Regions from separate parts of the Mus musculus genome. Here region 1 is linked to region 2. A link is a contact called in public HiCAR-type data. All regions are on one chromosome and are shown on one strand. The core of a region is the stretch at or near the end of the contact, and the rest is flanking DNA. Distances in the headings are between cores, read along the strand shown.

Region 1 (2,798 bases), core at 266-2,765, 370 kb before region 2:
GATATTACTTCCATCTACTTCACAACAATATCATGCAGGTTCATTAAAATCAACTTCAGTTCGTTTATGTTCTGTCCCCCACTTGTGTGGAGCGATGCAGGGATACATGCCTCCCTTATTTCTGAGTAAGTCGACATATTTATACCCACCTGTGAGGTTCGTGGCATCTACGGTGGGGCCATCAAAGATGGAGCATAAAAGGGACCTGGTAGGAATTTGACTATGTCTGCCTGACAAACATCTGTAGTGATGGAGGTGCAGACAGACAGACAGACAGACAGATCACTGCTCATCCTGCCTCGGTGAATTCTGTGGCATTTATGACTCCGTGTGGGGACATTGGAAGTGTGGGATGGTAATGAGGGGAGCATGGAGGGCGTGTCTGATTATTTTAGAAAGTTTGTGTGAGTCTCATAAAAATAATTCCACTTTAACTCCATCTGTCTCATGGCACTTTAAAGAGGATGGGGAGAGACTGGAAAGGATGACGACAGTGGTGGTGGCAAGAAGCTACAGATCTAGAGGGACGGTCCTGCCCCTGCGGGATTCTCACTCCCCTGCACCCTGAGTGTATTGGTTTTTGATGGCCTAATTGGTACAGGGAGACCCTTGTGGTGGAGTGAAGAAGGCTTCTAGCTGGTGTTTCTAGAGGGCAGTGTGAATGATAAATACTGTTAATATTCAGAAGGAAGAATCGATTTAAAAAAATGTGCCTTTGATTCACTAATCTCTGACATTGAGACATTTTTTTTGAAGTCCGTTGCTATAATTAGATTCTATAAGCCATTTTATGCCTCTATCAAAATTTTAAGAGACATAGAAAATTTAAGTTTTTTTTTTTTTCTGGGGGTCTGGGCTGACAATTCGTCAAATCAATATGAATGATTATGCAGTGGCTTCTGTGTGGGACCAGGGACAGCTTTCCTGATGCTGCCCAGCAGGCCCCAGCCTGGATATTAAGGACTGCTGGTGGATCATTTCTGCCTTGTTTTAGCTTGCTCTTCTCTGCTGAAATGTGGGGGCAAGAAGTGACCAGGTCTGTCATTAGGAACTGGACTGTGTCCTTACTGCCAGTGGTGCTAGTGTGTCCTGGCTGGCTATGGGAAGGGAGGAGACAGGGAGGCTGGGTCACTGGGGACCAGTGGAAGGACACCAACAGCTTTCGATGGGCTCAGGAGAATTGTGGTAGGGCTTCAAGACAGGCAACCGGTAGACAAGCACTGGGAGAGAGCCCTTCCTTAGTCCTGCGGAAGGCAACAAGGTTTCAGCAGATTAGTGAGTCAGAAGAGACAATAATCTTAACTTTTCTTTAACCACCTCCTCCCTAAAGCAGAAGCTCTCCTTGGCGGGGGGGGGGGGGGAGAGGAAGAAAGATCAGTGTGCAGAGAAGACTGATTTAACCACAGTTGAAAAGGGGGGGGGCATGTCACGGAGGCCCTGTGACGATTAGCGTGAAGACGGCTGTACTTTAGCCGGCCTGAAACTTGTTCCTAACAGAATGTTAAAGACCCAGTGAAAAGAGAGATTACGTCTATCTAGTTACACCACTCCTTGATATATGCTCCATGTCACAGCCTCATTGTCTCCTGGGTAAAGACAGAGAGCTCAAATGCCCACTATCTCTCCCCTGGTGCTCCAAACGCTCGGCTTTGAAGTTTTTATAATCCATCTGTCATCTTCTAGCGAGGAGGGCACATGTTCTCTACCACTCAATTACAGAATTCTCCTTTGCCAGCTCCAGTGAGACAGGCAAGAATGTTATGGGTGGTTGAGAGAAACTGTCAGATACACTAAATTCCTGGGATTCATACGGGCAGTGTTATTCCAGGGTAGGGACAGCCTGTCTTATTGTTCAAGTGCATTACAGATACATTTGGCATTGGGCTACAGAGCCTTTGATCCAGCCTCACCGCCCCCCCCACTCCCGTTTGAGAGCCTTGTCTTACATTTGATTGTTCACATTTGAAAAAAAAAAAAAAGAATCATTTAACCCTCCACTGGAATGTGGATCCTGAAATGCAGATTGAAAAGATGACATTTGTTTTTGCTAACAAGAAGCGGGCAGCCCAACTGTGCCGAGCTTGGAAAGTCAGAGCGATTTATTTTCACTTTGATGAAATCAGATCTCTTAAAAAAAACAAAAACAAAAAAAAAAACACAAAACTGCCTTGGGTTTGTTAAGAATGGCAACTAGAGGCAGCCGGAACATCATGCATGGGATGGGTTTTATCATTCTGTAAACAGACATCCTGAGCACCTATTAAATGTTCTGCTGTCTGCAGAGAGTGGAGAAAGTTACCTTGGATGGGATGGTCTTGAAAATGGACAGTTGTGTTTAGGGACAATCTACCTTGGAGTGGTTGGTGTTGCTAGAAGTCCTGTTAACTTCTCAGTCATAGAGTCACGGGTGGTTAAATTCGTTGTCTTATGTGAAATGAGTTTGATGATCTCGGCTTAGCCTCTAGTGGGTATTAATTCACATTATGAAATATCCCAGAATAATTTAGCACCGTGTGGCATAATTTGCATTTTTACTCAAGACCGGGGCAATGGTGGATCTATTCTTTTAGTCTATTCTATGCAAAGAGGCCAGCTCACATTGGTGGCTTTCATGGTGATGGTTTGTGGGACTCGCTGCTAATAATTTGTGGGGAGCAGATGGCATAAGATCTTGGGCATAATAAGACTTTGCAGCTTGGGCTCTGAAACTTAACAAGACATATTTGCAGAGATGCAGTTGCAGTTGAGGTGAGCTCTAGTTTCATAACTCCGCCCAGCAGTGATGTAGCCTGGATGTA
Region 2 (2,813 bases), core at 154-2,653:
TTTTCTTTCTGTCTGTCTCTGTCTCTCCCCCCCCGCCCCGTGTGTGTGTCTATCTTTCTGTCCCTCTCTGTGTCTTTCTCTGCCTCTGTCTCTGCCTCTGCATGTGTCTCTGTCTCTCTCTGTCTCTCTGTGTGTGTGTATGTGTGTGTGTGTCTGTCTGTCTTTCTGTCTCTGTCTTACTTTCTCTTTTTTTCCTCTCTGTCTGTCTCTGTCCCCCCCCCCAATGTGTGTGTCTATCTTTCTGTCCCTCTCTGTGTCTTTCTCTGCCTCTCTCTCTGCCTCTGCATGTGTCTCTGTCTCTCTCTGTCTCTCTCTCTGTGTGTGTCTGTCTGTCTGTCTTTCTGTCTCTGTCTTTCTTTCTCTTTTTTTCTCTCTGTCTGTCTCTGTCCCCCCCCATGTGTGTGTCTATCTTTCTGTCCCTCTCTGTGTCTTTCTCTGCCTCTGCCTCTGTCTCTGCCACTGTCTCTCTCTGCCTCTCTCTCTCTCTGTCTCTGTCTCTCTGTCTCTCTGTCTCTCTGTCTGTCTCTCTTTCTCATCTTCTCAGTACACAGCAGCCCAGGCTATCCTCCACCTCTCAGTCTTCCTGCCTCTGCTTCTCTAGTGCTGGGGATATAGCTGTGTGCCACCAGGCTGAGCACTTCATTAGGTTTTAGAAAAGCATGCTTAGTGTGCACAAGACTCTTGAGTTCAGTTGCTAGCACAAGGAAAAATAAAATAAAATAAAAGCACCACAACTCAGTTTCTAGGACCGTTTTGCTAAGTCCCTGGTTCAGGAACAGGCATTTCCTTCCCCTCACAGGTTCATAGCAGTTAATCCAGGGCCAAGAGTGCTGACCCTCAGCTGTTCCGGGGGAGGTGGGAGGTGCTGGGGCTTCCCTGACAACCACCAGGAGAAGAATCTGGCTCCCATTATGGGTCGTAGGGAGTTGTAACGTTTCCCACGAGCTGCTCGGGAAGCCTTTCATCTGAGCTCAGCTCTAACCTGGACAGTTTCCTTCACTTTCATTCCTGTGCAGCCTCTGACCTGCCCCTGTGTCTAACTCTATGTTTTTGCTATCCAGGGACTCCCTCACTTTCAGGTAGCATTGTGGGCTCAGCCTCAGGTGGGATTTGCTTCCTCTCTGGCCTGCATTCCCTGGACTCAGATAAAGGGCTGCCCCTCTAAAAGCTGCCAGCCACTGTCTTCAGAGACTTGGAGCAGCAGGCATTCCTGTGAAGAACATGGGCTACAGGAGCAGCTTTTGAGCCTGACCTGAGGTCCCAAGAAGCCTTCCTTAGATGCACTTCTCTTCTGCCCCTCCTGACCTCATTTCCTCTTTCAGCACGCACAGTGTAGACAGATCTTTGCGCTACGACATTGCTCTCCAGCTGTAACTTCCATGCCAAGTTTAAAAGTGAGATCCTTCCTAGAAACCCACGGGCGTTCTCGACCTACATAACAGCAAAGGGCCAGGGTGATGGCCCAGGAACAGAAGGTGCCAGGTTCTCCCCTCCGGCAAGAGCTGCTGGCCTTATGCAGGGATCCAATTGCAGAGGCGACATCAGCCAACAAAAATTTCAAGAAAGTATGACTCATAATTAGTCCTTTTGACATTGTTTCACATCAAAAGACATAGTCTGTGTTCTGTGTCCCTCACCCGAACATGGAAACTGCTGGAGTTTGCACGCACAAAGGGATTTGCGATTTTAAAAGCTTAATAAAGGCTGTCCACACAAAACACACACACACACACACACACACACACACACACACACACACACACACACGCCAGTTGGTTTCTTTAAAGTGGATTTAATTAGGTCAGAGAGCCTGTTACTTTGGGGGGGGGGGAGTGGCGCAGGGTGACGATCATTTAAACCATATTTTCAAGTTACCATGTTGTACTCTGCTAGACGGTGCCTCACAGATCCACACACGAGAAGCGAGAGCTAAGAGCTCCCTTGGAGCCTTAGAGCTCCTTTCTCTCAACTACTGGTTCTTCATGAAGAGAGGCCACTGTCCCTTGCCTCGGAGTTATGGGGTGGCATGGCTGGGGCATGTCATTCTGACGTTTACTAAGATTTCTGAGACCCAGGTCCACACCGAGGTCTCCACCCTTGTCAAGGAGCTACCAGCAGCTGCTGCAGACGTGGAGGGTTGGCCCCAGTCAGCCCCTGGGCCATTTTGGTAGCGATTTATAGATGGACTTTGTGAGTGAGGAGTGGGGGGGAGGGAAGGGAATCAAAGTCACAGGTGCTCCATTATAACGACTGGAACACTTACAGAGTCGGACGCTCTGTCATTTAATAAACCTAAAAACGAAAAAGCTTTTGTCTGTAAAAGGTGACCAATAGAGAAAGAGTTTGGATTATATGATATCTCATAACTTAATCATATGGCTCTTAAGAGGGGGACATACACAGCTGTGTCTCGCTAATATGCATGCAATATGTGTAAGCCGATATGCTTTAATTCGAAACTTGTTTTTAGCAGGAAGAAAAAAGCGTTTAGATGAGGAACATTAAGATTCAATATTAACCATTTTCCCCCCTTTGGGCAAAATTAGTCATCACTTGATATTTTTTAAAGCAGTATTTTATTATTATTATTTTATTTTTACTTTTTATTTTTGCTACACTGAGATGTGTCCAAAAATCTTCAAAGTTATGTGGCAGAGTGAACAGGAGACAGCAGCAGCCCGTTTTTAGCTGTCAGGGGACAATGGGTTTGGAAATATGGATTCTTTCTCTTTTAGCTCTCAAGTCTTCTGTTAAATACCCCAGACCAAGGGACAGGGCAAAGGTTAGGGTAGTTTGAAAATGGTTTCCGGTTT

What was found. HiCAR-type assays count read pairs that join an accessible place to other places.
Region 1: a contact with region 2 is called in a HiCAR-type map of PVALB interneurons, with 3 times the contacts expected there. The contact joins two enhancer-like sites. A contact is called at or near these places in 1 of 15 datasets of contacts at CTCF or cohesin (stem cell-derived epiblast-like cells), 2 of 484 Hi-C or Micro-C datasets (embryonic fibroblasts and embryonic heart), 13 of 115 datasets of contacts at active chromatin or transcription factors (PVALB interneurons, VIP interneurons, bone marrow-derived macrophages and 9 more) and 3 of 9 other capture datasets (embryonic stem cells, embryonic tail and embryonic trunk).

Annotation. Positions count from the first base shown.
Region 1 is chr7:37,745,303-37,748,100 of GRCm38.p6, reverse strand. All of the region lies in intron 1 of Zfp536 (zinc finger protein 536), which reads left to right. Among named protein-coding and RNA genes, the nearest start is that of Zfp536, 23 kb to the left of the region's middle. Within about 2 kb of position 1,515, at least 19 of the 459 cell types and tissues checked have an H3K27ac peak or open chromatin away from gene starts, as enhancers often do. A contact at or near this core is called in PVALB interneurons, where this site is marked.
Region 2 is chr7:37,374,476-37,377,288 of GRCm38.p6, reverse strand. It overlaps a transcript of Zfp536 not described here. Among named protein-coding and RNA genes, the nearest start is that of Gm30483, 48 kb to the right of the region's middle. Within about 2 kb of position 1,403, at least 26 of the 459 cell types and tissues checked have an H3K27ac peak or open chromatin away from gene starts, as enhancers often do. A contact at or near this core is called in PVALB interneurons, where this site is marked.